Linked DNA regions of Danio rerio: region 2 is linked to region 1. The links are chromatin contacts, called in public Hi-C maps. All regions are on one chromosome and are shown on one strand. Each heading gives the region's core, a stretch centred on a gene start, on an enhancer-like site or on the middle of the called end of the contact. The rest is flanking DNA. Distances are from core to core; before and after follow the strand shown. Region 1 has its middle 8.7 kb from the start of nr4a1. Region 2 holds the start of dgkaa (diacylglycerol kinase, alpha a).

Region 1 (4,472 bases), core at 1,149-3,648:
ATACCAACAGATCACACAAAATGTTGCAATACTTTCGATAAAAGCACTATAAAACATGATCAACAATGTGTTGTCAACATTAAAAGACAACAGTATTTTTAAGAAGTACAAAAAATACACTACACAAAAACTGAAATGGTTCAATGGCTGGCAAGTGACTCCACAAGCAAGGCAAAAATATAATTAGCATACTTCTTCTGTAGTATGAACAGCAAATACTGTTATATATATATATATATATATATATATATATATATATATATATATGTATATATATATATATATATATATATATATATATATATATATATATATATATATATATATATATATATATATATATATATATCTACACTGCCAACTTTGGGTCACATATGAACAAGCCCAGCTAACTAAAATGTAACTTTTTTTTTTAACAAAAATGTTAACCCATTTGTTGGGTTTGTCTATCTGGTATGTCAACGTAGCTCAAAATACCCAGACTGTTGGGTAGACAAAATAAGCCAGCATTTTAGAGCAATTGCTGTACCTTCAAAAGTGTGAATTAGCACATCCATTTCTAGGCTTTTAAAAGATTGTCAATGCATCTAAAACACCACATCAGTTGTGTACTTGTTAAACTTTTCATTGAAAAGCATATTAATAAGAAACTGGTTTAAGGTTAAGCACTTCTACAGTTCTGGCAGGACTCTCCATTGGATTTTGGAATGTTGCATTGGGGATTTGTATGCGTTGAGACATGAGAAGATTGTGAAGTGAGCTGCTGATCTGCAATCTGCATTCCAGTTTATCCCAAAGTCCATTGCCTTTGTCAAAGACAGTCAGGCTTTTTTAAGAGTGGCATATTGCATTTCAAAGAATGTTGATTGTGAATATGAATGTCGAAGGTTCTTGGTTTGCAACATTCTTCAAAATCTAATTTGTGTTCAGAAACAGAAAAGTGCATCTGGTTTAGAACAAGAGTGAATAAACAATGACAGAATTGCCAACTATCCCTTTAAATCATAGGCGTCAAACTCAATTCCTGGAGGGCACAGGAATTTTTGTTTCAACACTAATCAAATACAGCTTATCCAACTAATTGAGGTTATCCAACTAGACACTAGTAGTCTCGAATACCTTGATTAATTTGATCAGATGAATTTGATTAGGGCTGGAGCAAAACTGCAAAGCTGTGGCCATCCAGAAATGAGTTTGAGACATGTTTTAAATCAAGCTGTCAATCAAGTTCGGTGTCAGGGGACCGGGTGTCCTGCAAAGTTTAGCTATAACTGTAATCAAACATACCTGAACAAGCTAATCAAGCTCTTAAGGTGCGGTCGTATGAAGCTGCGAAAAGGGGCTGGATTAAACAAGATGATTAGACATTCAAGAATGTGAACGATTGGTCCATATTTTAAATTTCTGTCCAGAGAGGTCAGATTTTGATCCTTGATTGGTCTCACACAGTCAAGTGATGCGTTTTCGCAGAGTTCAACAAACTTGAACTTTGCAATGCAGCGAACTGCGAAACTTGTCGCACAAGCTTGCATTTGGAAATGGAATGGAAATCTATGGCAAGAAAAGTCCAGTGTGACCTTGGCTTTCCTAGGTGCACTTCAAACTTCCATGCAGTTGTGTTGAGGGTGTCGTTGGAGCTGAACTCTGCAGGACACCGGCCCTTCCAGGACTAAGTTTAACTATTTAATTTGGGAAAAGCAGCGCAGTTAATTTTAACTTTAATTAAAAGTCATTCTTGTGCAGTAAACCAGCATATGATAAAGAATTCTAGAGGATAATGAATCAATGAAGATTGGAGTAATGATGCTGAAATCACGGACATTGCAGTATTACAATTGTATTGTATAAATATTTTTAAATAATAAACTATAAGTCTTGGCACACCAAGTTTGAGTACCGGCTCGCAGACTTTTCCCAATCCCATCCCACCTCCCTCACACACTTCCTTTCTATCATAATAAAGACAGAAAATCTTTACAAACAAAAGTGTTACTTGAAATTGGAAAAAAAAGTTAAATATAACCTTTTCACTGTTTTGGATCAAAACAAATGCAGCCTTGGTGAGAGCACCAGAAGCTCATGTTATTTAACTACTCCTTATAACACATTCTGCTGTATGGAAAAAGACAACACTCACTTTTAAAAATATCTAAACATTCTAACCTCTTTGGTTTTGTCAGGTTATCCTTCTCAGATATTTTCAGTCATGTGCTTGCTCTGAATTTTTTTTGGATGTGTACATACCACTTCATTTCATGTAACATGCACTGTGGAACATCACACACTGGACTTTTAACCATATATCACATATGTGGAGCCGGTTTCAGGGTTCAGAGTCAGGCACCTGTTGTTCAATCAAAGTGATTTATGTCCAGCCGTTAACCTGCGAGACAGCGTTAGCTCCCCCTATCTGTAGCTCGCTGTACTGTATGTCAATTTGTGGCTCTCCAGACTACAACATGCCTTGACCGCAGCCTGGCTTTTGAATCAGATTGAATTCATATCATCTTCCCCTGAATAGCCAGTTTGTTGTCTCGACTGGACCGTAGCTTAGCACACTGATTATGTAATGATATGCAAATGTGCTAAGATAAGGTCTCATGACTTTGGCAGGATCTTGATCTTGACCTTGAGAGGATATCGACTGAGAGCGTGAGTCCCAAAAGGCTCTGCTGAAGCCAGACAGCTGCCTTGTACCTCCAAGCTCAAGCTATCAAGTGTAAACCACCAACTTGATCACTGTAGTTTTATTTCAGCCTTTTAATGAGGACATGTGTTGCTCTTGAAGGACTATTCATCCAAAAATAAGCTAAATAACTGACCTCTCTTCTCAGTGGCAAGTCTTGCTGGGAAGACGACATGCTTTTCAGGGCAACCTGCAAGTTAGCATCAGCCATGTTTACAGATTTCAAATCCTATTATCCACACAAGTAAAAAGCTAAGCATTGGCTATAAAAACATGGATGCAAGTCATCTCCACAAATAAGCCAAGATCTTTCCTCAATGTTTGAGGTTTTTTTAAAAGCAGGCAACAACAAAACTAAGGGTCACCAAACTTGGTCCTGGAGAGCCGGTGTCCTGTAGACTTCAGCTCCAACTCGCCTCAAAACATTAGCCTGGAGGTTTCAAGTATTTCTTGTAATGATGCGTTCAAGTCATGTGGGATAAATCTCAGTGGGCAAAACACATCTGATGCAAATTCTTTGCTCTTCATGTTTCATAAGCAGGGTTAAACCCTGCTGTGTTTTCTTGTAATTTAACAAACGTAGGTACAACGCCATCTTGTGCCACTGAATGTGACTTGTACGCACCAGTAGTCCTTGTTATGATCTGTCAACTCGTAATGCCTAGTTCACACTAAAGGATTTTAAGCCTGATTTGAGTCTGAGTTTGCCGACAGAATGGGCTGTGATTGGGGAAAATCTGTGCATACTACTGAATAATGCATCAAAGAGGCTCACTGACGCATTGGCGACACCTCGAAGATGAAAATCCAATATTCAGCATGCTAAATATTCCAGACCAGTTGGCCAACTCAATTACACGTATGGTCAGATGTAGTGACGAGTTGCAGCCAATGAGAGCAAGTTGTGAACTTTGTTCAGGAGCTCAACAGAAATGTCTGTGATTGGCCAGAATGATCATCGATGCACTCACTCCACCCTGCATTTACACAGATGCAAGAGTATGTTAAAGCCACAACTATCAGATGAACCGTAAAGATATATGAGCGATGATACCTCAGCTGATTGACGATTGTTTTAAACACTCCTTTGAACACTTTGTCAGTGATGTCATCATCACACAAGCAGCCAATTGTGTTCATCTTTCTGATGGCTGTATCCTAAACATTTTATTTACTGTGTGTTTGGGGATTGGACCATCTGCCAATATTTAAAGTCATGTAGTGTGAACTAGGAACATCGGGATGTACTGTACTCCTGATTACTACTGTAATTTTCCCCCAGATTTATCTCAGAAGAGTCTTGCTCATTTTCCTCCAAAAAAAATCCGCAATAGCAGGGGTGTCAAACTCAGTTCCCGGAGGGCTGCAACCCTGCTTCAACACACCTGCAGGTTTCAAACAAGCCTAAAGGACTCAATTAGTTTGATCAGGTGTGTTTAACTAGGATTAGAGTTAAACTGTGCAGAGCTGTGGCCCCCCAGGAATTGAGTTTGACACCTGTGCCCTATAGGATGTTATGTTGTTAATTGGGGCAATTTAGCTGTTAAACAATCCACTTTCTGTTCTTCACACTTTATTACACCTGACATGTTTGATTGAGAATCAAATCATTTTTATTATACTCTCTAACCTAATTATTCTGTGGTGTATCAGCCACGAAGGGGGGGATGCCAGAGGGGGTTCATGGTTTTGTATAAAGGGGTTAAGGCAGTGGTGGGCAAACTTTTTAGACCCGAGGGCCACATCAAGTTTTGCAAACCAAGTGAAGGGACACAATCCTTCAAAA
Region 2 (4,860 bases), core at 324-2,823, 140 kb after region 1:
GTTTTTTTTCAGCATGGTGTGCTTTGAAGCACTCTGGGAAACCATGTAATTGTATGTTTTAACATACTGATCTAAGCCTTTTGCTTCTGTTTCAGTGACTTAAAATTTTTCAACCAGTTCATATAACAGTATGACTCAGGGTCCACAATCTATAGAATTCAGGTAAGCTTGGTTTTATATTCGCATATATATTATATTCCATTCATTCAATGACAGCTTCATACATTGTTTACCATGGTACTATGAATATTCAGACTGAAATTACATGACTTTACAACAACATTAGAACTATTTTATTGACTGTGAACAATGGTGTACTTTGATGGTTGTTGGCTGCTAATATGATTTCAACATCTAGAATTTGCAATGAAAACTTTTCTAAAAATTATATTATTAAGGAGAAAGTCAGAATGTGCGAATATATAACCAACTTTACCATAATATCTTTAGAAACATTCAGAAAAAAACTCCCATACCAAGATGACAACTTAGAAATTAAGAAGAAAACCACCAAATGCAATTGACATGCAATTGAATACAGCGACTGAATATACAACAATACAGAACAGTGCAGCGTAGACCGACTCCCGAAAAAATGACTCTTTTGAGTCGCTTGTTTTTAAAGCTTCATAAACATACAGCGAGATGTGTCATGAGAGAATGAATCTTATAAGCCTGTTCTTTTAGTGACTCAAAACACTTAAAAACAAGAGATTACCTGAATAAATACGAATCATGAACCTATTAATTTCGTCATCATTTACACCTCGGAAAACTTTTACTGTATTATGTTTGCAACTCACTGCTGTTTGCATGACAAGATACACGTGATAAGCTCACTATAAAATAAAACAATAAAATATATTAGACTACTTCCATATAAAAAGTGAAAGGTGTAACTTTTAAAATGCTGTATGTGTATATAATATTCAGTATCAATTACTTAAACTGCAATCGAGCTTCTTATACAAATGTGTGTCAAAAGTCATTTTATAAATGTTATATATTAGACTATGTTCTATTACAGCCTGAAATTGTCTCATAATCTTTAATAACTCTAGTGAGCAGCTGATTTAACTATATGTCTTCGTCAAACTACTAATAGGTTCTAAATGTAACCTTTAAGAAACCGAACTCGTCAGGAAGATTCCAATTTAGAACACATTCCTTACGATTGCATTCGTCAGCTAGCGTTAGTCAACATTCTAGACATCGATAAAAACGTTCGAACGCGAACATGAACGCGCCATTTGGACAGACGTGAGTTTTAAGTCTTGTAAAATTATGCTTTATAATTACATGTAGCACAGTTTATAATCACTGTTACAGCTTTAAATGTTGACAACTATCTAAAAACTCGCTTGTCCGACCACAATAATAAACAAACATTGCCGTTACCTTGATGTCTTGAGGTCTGCAGGACAGTGATTCTATCTTGTGTGTAAAACAAGACCTCCACGAGCAAAACCCGATTCAGATGCACTCAAAATCTGCTTCAGCGCTTAAAAAAATTCAGTAAATGAGTGGCGAAGGAGCCAGAAGCTGCTTCGTCTGTGAGAAAGCGTTTAGCTGTGTTTGTCCGGTGGAGAACTGACAGTGAAGTGAACACGCCTAACTGTGAATGACACTCCCATACAGTCACAGCACCGCCCGCGCTCAACCAAGCACTTTGATGTCAGACAGACATATTTCAAATCCAAGTATCAGTTTTGTAGTGGAGCTGGAATGGATGGATAGATAAAATGATGAACAAATGGATGGATATACAGAAAGATAGAAAGTATTTGTGAAAGATTAATCAACTGAAACTTGTTATATTTGCTCACACACTAGCAGTCAACAGGGTGGTGTGACATTTACGCTAATAATAGTGTCATTATTATTAAAATGTTATCGCTTTTGGTTGTGAGATTTGTCATATCTGCACTTTTAAACTGTCTAGTTTCTAGTCTCTAACTGTTGGCTTTTGTGATTGCTTATGAGATTTTAATAGGAATTAAATCCAAATACCAGCTTTGCAATTGTGCCCAAATGGACGGATAGATAGAATGATAAACAGATGATGGACAAATGGACAGACATGGTCACCTGTGCGAATTGTTGCCTCAGTTTCCTGTTCTTAGCTGACAGGAGTGGCACCCGGTGTGGTGTTTTGCTGCTGTAGTGCATCTGCCTCAATGTCGGACATGTTGTGCGTTCAGGGATGCTCTTCTGCATACCTCAGTTGTAACGTGTGCTAATCTGAGTTACTGTTGTCTTTCTATCAGCTCGAACCAGTCTGGCGATTCTCCTCTGACCTCTGGCATCAACAAGGCATTTGCCCCACAGAACTGCAGCTCACTTGATACTTTCTCTTTTTCGGACCATTCTCTGTAAACCCTAGAGATGGTTGTGCTTGAAAATCCCAGTAGATCAGCAGTTTCTGAAATACTCAGACCAGCCAGTCTGGTACCAACAACCATACCACATTCAAAGTCACTTAAATACCCCTTCTTCCCCATTCTGATGCTCGGTTTGAACTGCAGCAGATCGTCTTGACCATGTCTACATGCCTAAATGCATTGAGTTGTGGCAATGTGATTGGTGAATGGCTGATTAGAAATTTGTTAATGAGCAGCTGTACCTAATAAAGTGGCCGGTGAGTGTAGAGATAGATAGATAGATAGATAGATAGATAGATAGATAGATAGATAGATAGATAGATAGATAGATAGATAGATAGATAGATAGATAGATAGATAGATAGAGGGTTGGCATTATTTGTGAAAGATTAATCAACTGGAACCTGTTATATTTGGTCACACAGTCAACAGTCGTGTGACATTTGCACTATTAAAAGTGTAATTTCATAAAAATGCTAAGCTTTCAGTTGTGGGATTTGTCATCAGTGATGTATTCACATCTGTACTGTACTTTTAAACTGTTTAGTCGCTTTAATAGTTACACAACATAATTAAATGGATAATGTACAATTAAATGGACGGTTCACCTAAAAAAAACATTTTACTCACTACAGTTGCTCTCCCTCAAGTGGTTGCAAATATTCAGTTTCTTCTGTTGACCACAAAAGAAGATCTTGGAAACCCTTAAGTATTGACATCCACAGTAGTTTCAAAGAAGAAACAGGTTTGTCACAGGATTTTATTTGTTTTGATCTTTTTTGGGTGAACTTTAAGCTTCAATATATTTGATTGCCAAATGCTTGATTAACCGATACAGGAATTTCTGGTACCAGATTGTAAAAGCTCCAATCAAATCCTTGTTTTCTGGAAGGGATTAAAGACCATTTCATTTATTAGGGAGACATGAAACAAAAAAAAAACTGTTAAACTGGTCAGGCATTTGCAATTGCTTTACTAGATTTTAATATGAATGAAATCCAAATATCAGTTTTGCAATGGTGCTGAAATGGATGGATAGATAGAATAATGCATGAAGAGATGAATGAATTGATTAGTAGACAAACAGACATATTGAAAGAAAATGATAGACAGAAATGGACTAAGGTAGACTTGCTGCTTGTTCAAACTACTTATTTAATACAAGTTGAATTAACACAATTTTCGAGGCTTTTTTGAGGACAACTCAAATGTTTAATGTTCAATCCACTAACAATTAGGTTAACTTGATTAATTTGTGTTGGGAAAACAAAGGAATTGTGGAACAGTGTACCCTCACATAAATGGCGTTTGTTTGTCGTTTGTTTAAAATGAGCTGAAACAACACAATTCTTAAAGTTTGTTGTGACAACTTAATTGTTTTATGCTCAATCTAATTAAATTAGTAAAAAAATACTAACTTAATTTTCCTTATGTTGTCCAAACTCAAATCGATTATGTGGAACCCTGCATTTTTTAGTGTACATGCATATAGTATATGTATGTAAACATAAATAGATGGACGTCATCAAAAGAGAGATCAGCGAGTGTTGTCAGCATGGAGCGGGATCTGGAAAACAATGCGACATTCCGTTCCTCACCGCCACTATAATGGGCTGGATTAAAATGACTTGCTGCATTAGTGGCCACGGCCTGCTCAAAGAAAATACCAACAACAGGAGGATTATTCCAGTGGGCACAACTGATGTGCGTGTGTGTTTGCGCGTGCACCGTTCAAGCTCAAAACACTGAACACACTGAGATCAGCAGATAAAAAGTGTCCACACGTTCACTAAATAATAAGTGCATCAGTTCAGTTAGCTGAAAACAGCACTGGCGGTTTAAACTGTGGCTGATTTGAGAAGCAAAACTGCGCATTAGTGACATTGTGTGGTAGAAGAGAGGAAAAACAGCAACAAGAGGATAAGAGCTTTCTGTGCAGTCATATTTATAAAAATTGATTTATGTTTATTTCTATAGCGCTTTTATAATATTGATTGTGTCAAAGCAGCTTAACATGGAAGTTCTAGTGAATTGAAACTGTGCCAGTTCAGTTCAGTTGAGTTCAGTGTGGCTTAATTTTCACTGCTGAAAGTTCAAACACTGAAGAGCAAATCTATCGAAGTGCAGCTCCACAAGTCCCAAACCAAGCAAGCCTGTAGCTTTACCAATTGACGAAAGTGAAGAAGAAAAATAAAAAAAACTAAGAGAAACCAGGCTCAGTTGGGCATGACCATTTCTCTTCTGGCTAAACTTTTAGTGCAGAGCTGCAGTCTAAGCGCTGGAGGCTGAAGAACACTGGACGTCTATTGTGGAGAAGCTGCAGGTGTGAGTAGATCACTGGTGGGTGTTCAGGCTGGCCCACAGGATCAATGCGGAGACTCGTCTGTCACTGGGGTCTTTCAGGAATCAGTCTCACGCTCTCCACTCCTCCATGACCTGTCACCTAAACTCTGAAACAGCCTTCCTAGCACAATTCGGA

The links. A called contact is a pair of places that touch in the nucleus more often than the background predicts.
Region 2: a contact with region 1 is called in a Hi-C map of an unstated tissue, with 2.9 times the contacts expected there. The contact joins the promoter of dgkaa here to the enhancer-like site in region 1. A contact is called at or near these places in 2 of 18 Hi-C or Micro-C datasets (caudal fin and an unstated tissue).

What each region holds. Positions count from the first base shown.
Region 1 is chr23:35,107,238-35,111,709 of GRCz12tu, forward strand. It overlaps a transcript of nr4a1 not described here. Among named protein-coding and RNA genes, the nearest start is that of nr4a1, 8.7 kb to the left of the region's middle. Within about 2 kb of position 2,399, at least 6 of the 62 cell types and tissues checked have an H3K27ac peak or open chromatin away from gene starts, as enhancers often do.
Region 2 is chr23:35,246,778-35,251,637 of GRCz12tu, forward strand. dgkaa (diacylglycerol kinase, alpha a) reads right to left here and starts at 1,574. Exons shown (of 24, transcript NM_001045315.1): 1 at 1,399-1,574.